2 separate regions of the Rattus norvegicus genome follow, and region 1 is linked to region 2. A link is a contact called in public Hi-C data. All regions are on one chromosome and are shown on one strand. Each heading gives the region's core, a stretch centred on a gene start, on an enhancer-like site or on the middle of the called end of the contact. The rest is flanking DNA. Distances are from core to core; before and after follow the strand shown.

Region 1 (5,856 bases), core at 1,208-3,707, 180 kb before region 2:
TGGTGGGCCCTCCATGTTCCAAGTCTCAAAGTACTTGCACATACATCTGTCGCTCAACAAAACTCAGGGAGTCACCTAAGACCCTGTTGTCACCCCTATGTGTAGCCAACAATAAACACAAGTGACAGCTGTGGTTTATTAAAGACTGTGTTCCACACACTCTTACACATGCTAACTTGTTCGCCATCATAGTGGCTTTGTGTGATTGTTCTCACTTTATGACTGATTAAAGTGAAGCGCAAAGAGATAAATACACTCTTAATCACCCTGCTCCTGGTTGGCAGTGTTGGAGTAAGAATTAGCAGTCAAACTCTAGGTCACAGCACGTACTACTGGAATGGACCACCTAAAGAGGAAAATGAATCAAGGAGAGAAGGCCATTGTGTAGAGATCATGTGACCAGGGACAGAGCCGAGATCCACACCTAGCTAGCTTATGAACATTGCTGGGTCTCCAAACCAACACCTATATCCAATAATCACAGTGTGCCCACAGGTGCACCTTGAGATGTTCCTGTGATCTGAAGAATGTAACTCTTCCACCTCAGGTTTCTGGTGACTCTTGATAATGTCCCCATGCCCAGTGGTCACTGCTGATGCCATCTTCCAGTAGCCCACAATTTCAAATGAACTAGCTGAAGAGGGCTGGTTCTTACAACACGAGAGTCCTCCACTGGTGCCTCTCGACCTTAAGGCATGATTCAGAGAAAGAGGTTCTGAGGCAAAGGGCAGGCTGAGGAGTTCTAGTCCTAGCACTGAATGACTCAGAGTCAGTCACTTCCCTTCTAGGAACAATTTTATCAGGGAAAGGATGAGACCCAGAAGCCTCTGAAGCCCCCTCTCCTCATTGTGTCCTCCCAGAACACAACCTGTGACTGTTTTGAAGACCCCTTCTACATCCCTGAGCCTACCTTGAGCCACTCCTGGGCTTCCCAATAAGTCATACATCAAGACTTTTCTGTCCTGTGTTTTACCCTCTCAGGACCCTGTGCTTATCTGTGACTAAGAATGCTTCTATTTTTTATCACAGAAGTTAAAATGATTGTCATTTCTTAATAATTTCATTCTCCCAGGAGACCTCATGCCTCAATTCTCTTTCCTTTTCTCATCTTTTCTTTTTCAACATAACCTTTTTTTTATTGATTCTCTCGAAGTTTCACACTACGTGCCACAATCCTATTTCCTTCCCAGACCTTCCTTGTCTGCCCTCCTGCTTGTGACCTCCCCACTAAAAATATTTTTAAAATAATAGAGTTAAAAGTCTAATTTGTGCTATTTTACATACTCACTGAAACATGGTCAAATTCTCAGCGGCCTGTCCCTTTAATAGAACTGAGTCCTTCCCTCCTGCACCTTCACTGGAAGCCATCAATTTTGGAGAGCTAACTTCAGCATCCTTCTCACCACACTTCTGAAGAGTTCTCTTCAGTGGCTTCTGTTCTAGGCTGTTACCTTTGGGGAGAGAGGGGTTGTGAGGGATAAGAGGTGTCCCAGAAGTCTTCCACACCCCTTCCTCTCAGCTGCGTGTCTGCAGTTGATATGACAGCCAAAGTAGCTTCTTTGCTCGTCAGTCAGTGTGAGCCAGAGCTTGAGGACAGCACTGCCCCTGAGCATGGTCTCCTGCAGGGCCACAGACAAGTAGGACAGGTCCCTTGGAGGCAGCCCAGACCATAGACATCAACACAGCCTCTGGTGACAGTGCAGCCCACAGATGGGCACATGGCAGAAGAGCCAGCCTGGCTGTACCCTGCCAGGGGATGTGTTGATGTCCTTGGCACATGTTACCACCAAAGACCATGCAGATGCCCATATTTGTGGGCTGTGCTGTCCCCAGAGCCATGTAGATATGAGTGGCCCGGGCTGCCTCCTGAGGCCATGGTGATGTTCGGGTCCATGTCGCTACCAAAGGCCATGTCTGGGTCCAAGGCCCCACTGCAGTCAGGGTCAGTGCTGATGTTCGAGGCCCAAGTTACCATCAAGGCCTTGTGGATTCATGGGCTGTGCTGCTGCTGGGGACCTCGACTCCCTTACGTCACACCTATTATGAAAAGCTAATGCTCACCTCTGTCCTTTTAAAATCAAAAGACTGAGCTGGAGGAAAACAGCCTCGCAAGTGTCAATCTTTTATTCCACAGTTATACAGAAGCCTGAATTTGCTAACATTTTATTTATTGTTATGTCAACAAACGTGTATTTGTTAACCATTAACTACATTTACCGATACACTCCAGTCCACATGGTAATACTCTACCATTGCCACACACAGAAGAGTGACAAACCACGCAGGGACATCCACAAAGGCCCCTCGGTGGTGGAAGGGTTGGAGCTGAGACTTTCATCACCAGATACTTGATGGCTCTTTCTCGAAGCTCTGGGCAGGGGATAAGGATAGGCCAGTCAGACCACACGTGTCAGTGAAGGCTGCAGCTTTGCCTTCACTAATCCAGTAGCAAAGTATCCTCTGGAGGGAGCCAGAGGGCTGTTTGAGGGACACTGGCCACGCAGTAACGTCTGCAGTCCTGCCCTGCTCTCAGGTTTTCATCTGGAACAGAGTCTTGACCACCTTCCTAAACCATTGATGTACACTGTAAATAATCCTAAATCTAAGATTTTATTTCAAGCAGTTTCAAGTGTCCACTGGCAGTTCTTGATTTTAGGCAATACTGTCTACCCTTTAAATCTGATCAGGAAGCCCTTTTAGGCAAAGTGCTATTCACATTTGAATTCTGGTTCCCGTTGGCTGCTGTTTTTGAGGCCTGCCTCTGAGTTCTTGGTACTTCGGAACCCTGTTCTTTTTGTCTCTCCCTTGATGTGGTTCAGAGAAAGGTAGCTTGAAATAGAGAAACTCTGTGACAAATGACACTGAAAAAATAAATAAAGCCACCAGAACTGTCCTCACCTTCCACTTCGGGCTAGTTCCCAGGCTGATAAAAGCATGACTCTTCAGATGACTAAGAATATGTACACAGAAAATCCTTCATAGGCCATAGCTTTGATGACCCAAATGTGAGGTGTGGTTGGTCGTCTCAGAGCTCATGGGAGTAAAAGAAAAAACTGAGGAAGACCTGTTGCTCTTCAAGCTCAGGGGCTGGGTCTAAAGTCAACCATCATGGAACGCTGAGCTATAGACTGCCCTGTGGCAAGGGCTGTCATTACACACAGCTCACTAAGTCCTTTTTACAGTGATTTGGTTTTTTTTTTTTTTTTCATTTGTTTCTTATTTCCTGGGGTAGTGCAGTAAGTTGTGGTAGAACAACTTGCAGGGGTCAGTTCTCTCCTTCCTTCAATCCAAAGATCAAATTTAGGTCTCCAGGCTTGGAAGCAATAGCCTGTTACTCTCTGAGCTGACCCAGGCTTTCAGTAAATCCTGTGAAGGTGACAGGCAGTCCCTGTCTCCCGGGTGGCTTCTGGCTACTGCAGAGGAGCAGGGTGACAGTCTGTTTGGCTGGAATCCTCTCAGATGGTCCACAGACACACCAGGACAGTGTCCGCTTCTCATGGACTTGCTGCTGTGGGTGTACCTTCCTCCTGACTTTAACTTCTGTGACAGGCTTCCTTGCTCTTTCTAAGAAATTCTCTCTCTCTCTCTCTCTCTCTCTCTCTCTCTCTCTCTCTCTCTCTCTCTCCCCCTCTCTGCTGTATCTCTGTGTACACCTGTGGTAATCTGAAGAAGCCATCAGATGCCTTGGGCTATCACCATCTACCTTGTGGCCTTGACACAGGTTCTCTCACTGAACAGGGAACAGTTAGCAGGCCCACCAAGCCTCCTGTCTCCTCTACATCCACCCAGGGATGACAAGGTACATGCAACCATGTTTAGCTTTTTACAGGGGTCTTCAGGATCCAAATTCAGGCTCTCGTGTGTGTGGTAGCAAGCTCTCTCACCCACTGAGCCTTACCCCCAGTGTTTGATGGGTTTCCTATAGATATCGCCCCTGCCAAGTGACTGTTCCACACCTAGGAACGAGGGTCCCAATGATGCTTCCTGATCACATCCCTACTACTGATGGCCTCAGCCCTAGGACCCATTTAACAATTCCCACTCTGCACAGCCCTTGCTGTCTCCAGCCTGGCAGCTTGTTGGTGCCAGGAACTATGTGGAATCACCAACCTTTTACAGATTCATTGTTAATTTGTCAGAGCCATTTCAATAAACTACCACCATGTGGTAGGAACTGAAACTTTATGAATCTAAAGGCCAGCAGTCTGGGGTCCAGGACCAAGGGCTTCTAGTAACTTGATGGCATCTCTACATGGCATTCTCCCATGTTCATGCTTCTTGACCACGCTGCACACTCCTGTTGGTCTCAGCCTCTCTAACTTCCCACACTGCACAGCCCCTGCTATCTCCAGCTTGACGGCTTGCTAGTATGTTAGGAGCTATCTCCGAATTTCCTTGTGCTGTAAGGTCACCCATCTTATTGTACTGTGGTTCTCTTTAATCAACTGATTGTTATTTAAATAAACATTCAAGAGCTCTTTTTTACAAATAAGCTCACATTTTAATTACTGTAGTGTACATTGGACTTCAGTGTAAATTTTTTGTTTTTCTGGAAATAGATTCAAGTCATTCTATTTCCCATGCTAGAAACTTAAGACTTATGTCTTACTACTCCCTGTCCCATCCCATAACCTCACTACCTACACCCTCATGGGCACCTCCCTCTGCAGGTGACACCTAGATTATCTGTCTGGAGCTAACCCCGCACCACCTGATACACTCAGAAACCCTTATCTACACGCCATTACCTTGCTGTGGCTGATTCAGCAGAGAAATGGTCTCCTAAGACTCCTACTACTGCATCAGAAGCTTCTGCCGGGCCCCGAAGGACTCTCTGCCTTCCTGGTAAGATTTTGGGGACCCTACATAAGTTAGTTACTTCGAGGATCAGCTGCTACCACCTCTATTCCAAGAGTGCCCTTGTCTGCCTGCTCCAAGCAGGCACATGTGCTGGGGCCCAACCTGCCTCACTTCTTCTGTGACACTTTCCCTGGCATTTGTCTTCCACCAGGACTGCCTAACTTTGCAGTCCCCTCATAGGGGGGCTTCTTCCTTTCATAGGTCAATCCCGCCAAGCTGGCTGTGCCTAACACTTGCCTTGTCTGCCTCCTCACCTTAAATATCACTGAGACACATAAAAGATTTGCAGTTTGTACACGGGCTTTGAGTGAACTTGTGATCTGGTGACTGAGCAAATGACAGTATTTCTGGACGATAACATCAGGACAGGGTTCTGAGCCCACTTGGAGGTTTACACACTGTAGGCTCATGCTGCTACACTCAGGCTTCCCTCCTCTGGGAGAGCTCATGTGGAGATGAGAGAGCGTGCCTCAGCGGGCAATGAAGAAAGACCTGGAGGCTTTACACTAGTGCTTGTGCCTTGGAGCCCGCGTGTTTCGGCGAGTATTGCATTACTAACCTCTACCTGCTCAGGAGTGACCTTCAGGGTACCGTCACCACAAGCGCCTGGGTAGGTTTGATCATCATATCTGGAAAGTGACTCGCCCTGTCCCCTGACAAAGGAACAATCCAGGTTGTTTCTGCGTGCTTCCCAGAAGGCCAGGATCTAACTATGGCTGTACTGAAGCTCCTTCGCAAAAATAGTTCAAGAATAAACTAGCCAATGGGCTTCTTGGTTTCTATTAGCAACAGGAAAAGCCATTGGCTAAGGATGGCTTTGAAGCCAGTGTCAGATAGGTGCTTAGATTCTCTTCAAAGCATCTCCCAGAAGCCAATTCTATGTGAACAGGTCAGAGACAGACACTACCTTGCAATGAAAAAACAAGACAAATTTTCAAATTCCCCAAAGAAAGCAGTGCTCTGGCTTCTTTCAGGTCATGTTGGAAGCCCTGGACT
Region 2 (5,605 bases), core at 869-3,368:
CCGCCTCCTTCCCGTGAGACAATGTCACTATTAAACAGCCATTTTGAGGATCAAAAGCATAGGGATTGATTTGTCTTGGCTTGAATGGTTCACTTGAGGGTCATCTATGTAAAACTGGACCCACAACTCCACTGAAGGGAGATACTCAAGGTGAGCCATAGTTGTCCCCACGGAAGGCTCTTGCAGTCACCTGCAGGCCTTTAGAGACCTCCTACCTGTAGAATCCTCTCTGGGGTCATGTGGTGCCTTACAGGTGCCTATGTGAGGCCACTGTCTGTCTGGACTAAGGACTTCTTCAATTTGCATTTTAGCACTTAATGTTGCAATAGGAACAAACAGCTGTGTAGACAGGAGACACCTTTCCTCTCTTAGATGCAAGTTCCAAGGGGCTGGTCCTAGCACAGTACCTGGCATGGCACAGATTCTTGCCACCTGCCTGCCTAGGAAGTGAAGGCTTAGGGCTCAAACCACCTTGCCATGAAGCCCAGACTGGTGGTTAACAAAAGTTTATGTGGAATCCCTGACTCCTAATCACTCTAGGTCTCCAGAGTGGAGCTTCCGAAGGCCAGGAGACAAGCTTCCCGAACTGGGTCTAAGCACTTTGCCTTTAAATTATCAGCAGAGTTAAGGAGTGTCTGGGGTCTAGTCTTCAGTCACGAAGAAGGATCAAGATAAAGGACTTTGCTTACAGTCTCTTGAGTAGAGATTAATGCAGAGGACAGAAGAGATGGTGGCAGTGGCCTTTGCATCAGAGGACAGCAGCCATAGCAGCAATACCTACAGTAGCCACAGTGGAGAGGGAAGATAGTACCCAGCAGGCAGCACCCGTCATGCCAATGGCTGCAGAAACGATGAGAGCAGCAGCAGTGGCAGTGACAACATCCCTCTAGCAGCACCATCTCCGGGGCATTGGATGCTCCAACGGTAGATGTCATCCCTGTTACATCCTAAAGCAGCCCAGCCCAATTCCCTTGAAAGCCATCTGAGCGCCTTCCCTTGAGCCAGCCTCCTGCAGCAGTACCCACTGAGCCCCGCCTCCTCAGTGCTTGCCCACTAGCATAGCCTGCAGCTCTTTCAGTTCCTCAAGGGCAGCACCCTCTCCCCTTTGCAACCCTTTTCCACCCCACAAGCCTCCCTTACGGGCCTTTCCCATATCAGTCCCCTTAGGTCAAGCTTGAGGAATTCCTGTAGAACTAGCAGGGAAGGTGTGGTCACTGAAGGTTAGGAGGTGGCCTGTAGGAGCTTCCATTGGCAAGAACCAAGCCAAACAAAAATGGTGCCGACACAGTGGATCTGGACTTTGCAGCCTAGAAGTTCCAAAAGAGCATGTTGCTATGGAGAAACAAATAGGCCGGGGTGTGGCTTGGCAGTAGAGCATTTGTCTAGCACTCACAAGAAAACGTCCAAAGCCTGTTGGGTTGGGTGGGGGTGGGGATGGGGGGCTATTCATCAGTCTCAAGGGCTGCTCTCTATGGTGTCCCCACTTAACAGAGAAGGGAGTTACAGAGTTGTTTTAGCATCGTGTGTAACAGATGAAGAATGATGACCGAGGCAGGGCAGCTGAGGCCAGAGCAGGCTGCACCTTCAAAGCCTGAGTTCCCACAAGCTTCCAAAGGTGACCCCGAATCTCCCTGGGCTCCCTTGTTCTTGCACTGTCAAGTGTTTTGAAGCATTTGATGATCTATTATGATCCAGAAATCTATATGACTTTTCTTGTAAAACAAACTATTCTACCGTGCCACTCGGGAATTTCTGTGACTGCAGCTCTGCTTCTCCTAGTGCCAGCCATGCAGTAGCGGTGAACGGGGGAAAGTGTTCAGACCAATCTGAGAAAAGCTCTGGGTGCTGGTTTCAAGTTCTTAGCTTTAGATGGAGCAGCACCCTAACACTCAGTCAGCGGCTACAACGTTTATCACCCTTGGCCTGCTGAGCAGTTCCATATCTGGCTCTCGGTTACCTGTGCTTATACGCTGATAAATTCTTACACATTTTATGGCCACTGTCACTGCCGAGTGTCCTGCCTTCAGGCTGCCTGAGCTGTACTCAGCTGTGTCGAGTGGCTTGTGCTCTCTGGGATCCTGTCTCCTTAAGAACTATTTTTAGAAAAATGAGGACAGAGGTTTGATTCCTAGTTCCAGGCTCCACAGGCTGGCAGAAGCTGGAATTGCTTCATGGTCGGTCGGCACCAGTTCTCTCTGGCCATTCTCCAGGACAGTTTGCTGAGTGATCACAAGCCACTCAAGGAGGTAGGAGTGGTTGATCTTGCCTTGTTCTTACTAAGTGCTCTGTGAGCTGCTGGGCTGTGTGGGAGCTGCTCTAGGTGGTAAGGATTGTGGCTAGGTCCCAGTAGCTTACTCCTAGCCCGTCGGTGGTCAGCATCTCCAAAGAAAGAATTGACTGAAATCAGGGATTGTTTTGAAAAAGCTCCAACCCAGGATGGAGTGGTCGATGCCGGGACTCGAAAGGGAGAGCATGTGTGAGAAGCCTGAGACATTTGTGCAGCCAGGAAACAAGGAAGTACTTGAAAAAGAAAGGAACGTGTCAAGAGGCTACAGAGCCAATCAAAAAACAAACAAACAAAAAAGGCAAAAAATAAATAAATAAATAAAACCTTCTGATAAGTCAAACTGGTGTAATTTGGACAACAAATTACTGGAACATTGGAGACTAACCCATGGAATAAAATAAACACATGAGTCCAAACTAACATAGAATTGAATGAGTCAGTAAATAGAAGGCTGGGGCATTCTTGCTTGTAGAAATCAGGTGAGCAGGTGTGGATAGGACAAGAAAAGTACAAAATCACCATTATATTTGACAGTAAATAACTCTGGGCCAACTGCCCGGCCACTGAGTCACCACCAGGCACAGCACGAGGGAGAGACTATATTTGCATAGTCTAGACTTATCTCTCCCAAGAGAGAGACCAACCAGAAAGACCTGATCAGTGATCAGAGGGGAAACCCTTCAGTTAGAGCCCTAATTGGACTATGAAGGGCAACGGCGACATTAGTAAGCCCATTACTGTCACATGTTCGTTAATGTCATGCATTGAAGATACAGTGTCACTTTTGTGGGACTTTTGCCAAAACTGCACTGACCTCAACATAACCAGAACAAACATCGGATGATGGAGAAACGTTCTGCAAAATCACTGACTAGTGGTCCCAAAAGCATTGCAGTACAGATGACAAGAGAAGACCCCAAACTGACAGAGGAACCAGCGGTTAAAAAAATTTTACTGCCCCTCTCAAAACCAAAATGAGAGCCATACGAAGTGGTACTCAGGAGACTGGGGCAAAATGATCACCACGAGTTCAATGAGGCTAGCCTGGGCTACATATTAAGATTCTCTCTCTCTCTCTCTCTCTCTCTCTCTCTCTCACACACACACACACACACACACACACACACAAATTAAATAAATAAACACATAACTAAATAAATAAATAAATAAATAAATAAATAAATAAATCAAATAGAATTACCAAAATAGAGTTTGGGATACCTGAGTTTGGGATACCTGATGCCCTGGTAGAAGCTAGGCACCCTGTACCTCTGGGTTGGTATAGGGAGAAAATATAAAAAGAGATGGAGCTTAGTGTGAGCCACTATATAATAATGAAACCATTAACTTAGCTTTATTTATTCATCCACACAGCTCCAGACACTTCATCTTCAAAAAAGTGCCCAAAATATATACTAGAGAAATGACAGCTATTGGGTTCTGATTGGAAGCCAAGAAAAACTCACCCCAGGGATTTATAAATGAAAGCTTTATTTTCGGGGCTCACAAGGAGGCAGCCAGTTCCACCTCTGAACTGCACCCCTGAAGGTTGGACAACATTTTTATAAGATGGGAACACAAAGCAGGGGGGGCGGGTGGCAGAGTACGCTGTTGCATTGACCAATTGTATGACGCAAGGAGTTAATCCAGAAGACTGGGCCTTATCTGGGTCACCTGGTTTCAGGGTCCTGATTCAGCCTTTGCAGTCGGGTCCTCTCCTGGACTCCAGTCTGGAATTTAGAATAATAAAGGAGCAGAGGAGTCAGCTAAATCAAGACAAGCGATTGGCTGTTTGTGTGCCTTAGTTCAGATAACAGGATAGACAACTTCCCTCCTTGCATCCTTACTGGTTAGAGGACAAACATGAAATACCTGAGGAAGCAGAAGAGGAGTTGGTTCTGGGGCCTGGGAACATGAATTCGGTTTGGCCCCACCAGCAAGATGGAACTTGACCCTGAGACGGGAGGACCCAAGAAACTGTCTCCTCACAACAGCCTCTTCAACAAACTGTGCTAAAGAAAACGAATGATCTCTATGTATAAGAATGAAACTGGAGCCCTTTCTGTCAGGGCTGGATTTTTTTCAGACACCAGGACTACAAGATGGCGTCACTCATGCCATCAAAGGAGAAGAAGCTTGTGGAGGTTAAACTTGGAGAGCTGCCCAGCTGGATATTGACTTCACCCCCAGTGGCATTGCAGGAACTTTTTGGAGAGGGTATGACTGGCATTACAACAAGTACATCAATGTTTGCAAAGGCAGCATCTCAGGGATTAACATGGTGCTGCTGGCAGCCGACGTAGTTTTCAGTGATTGCATTTCTTACAAGGGACTCAAACAGGAACAGCAATGCAAGCACCACTGAAGAGGGGTCACCATGGAGGTCATTTCATGGCTGAGCACAACTGCCTGCCCTGCTCCTATCTAGGAAGAATTCAGCTGGCTGAACCTTCACATCCTGACTGAGAACTAGTGTTCAATAAAAGGTGACTGACTGGTTAAAATAAAAAAGAAACTGGATCTACTCTCCCCCTGTACCAAATATTGTAATAATAGTAACCATAATAACATTTATTATTATATTTATATTATATGTTTATATTGTTTCTATATTATATAGTGTGTAGAATTATATAATAATTATTATTATTAATTTAAAATGATCAAAGATATTAAAGTAGACCTCAAAAACTTTTGGAGGGAAACACTGAAGAAAGAGTCACGCGTAAGGATTTTTTTTTCAAAAAGGACTCTGGTTGCATAGGAAATGGGCTTGAATTAAAAGTCCCCACCCCCAGCCCCCAGCAAAGGAAACAATGTCCAGAGGGAAGAGGCAGCCAAAGAGCAGCAGGGCATCTTTGTCAGCTCAGCGTCTGACACAGATTAATATCTAGAATCAGTAAAGAAGTCAAAACAGCAAACACCGAAGGAGAAAAAAAAAATCAAACAAGCAATTATCTAGTCGACGAGTGATCAAATGAATTGAAGAATGGTTCTCAAAGAAATGTGAAAGTTACTGTGGGGTGTAACTTCAGTTGATCATTTTCAGTCATGTAGATGCAAATAAAAACTTCACTGAGAGTCTATCGCATACCATCGAGTAGCTTTCCCAAGGGAGACCTCTGTGCATTACTGGTAGAGATGTATAGTGGAACGGCCACCCTAGAAATGAGTGTGCAGTTCTAAAAAAGAAAGTGTAACCAGTATATAATCTAGCTCACTACTCCCGGCTGTGGACCTGGAGAATTCCAAGTCATTACACCATGAAAATACCTCACATCCATGTTTATTGCCACATCATTCACAACAACCACGATA

The links. A called contact is a pair of places that touch in the nucleus more often than the background predicts.
Region 1: a contact with region 2 is called in a Hi-C map of kidney, with 5 times the contacts expected there. The contact joins two enhancer-like sites. A contact is called at or near these places in 8 of 12 Hi-C or Micro-C datasets (the A7r5 cell line, frontal cortex, hepatocytes and 4 more).

What each region holds. Positions count from the first base shown.
Region 1 is chr17:34,141,027-34,146,882 of GRCr8, reverse strand. LOC108348556 (a long non-coding RNA gene) reads left to right here. Exons shown (of 3, transcript XR_001841920.3): 3 at 1-1,257. Among named protein-coding and RNA genes, the nearest start is that of Uqcrfs1, 43 kb to the left of the region's middle. Within about 2 kb of position 2,457, at least 1 of the 93 cell types and tissues checked has an H3K27ac peak or open chromatin away from gene starts, as enhancers often do.
Region 2 is chr17:33,965,039-33,970,643 of GRCr8, reverse strand. It overlaps the pseudogene LOC134482706. Among named protein-coding and RNA genes, the nearest start is that of Irf4, 19 kb to the right of the region's middle. Within about 2 kb of position 2,118, at least 34 of the 93 cell types and tissues checked have an H3K27ac peak or open chromatin away from gene starts, as enhancers often do.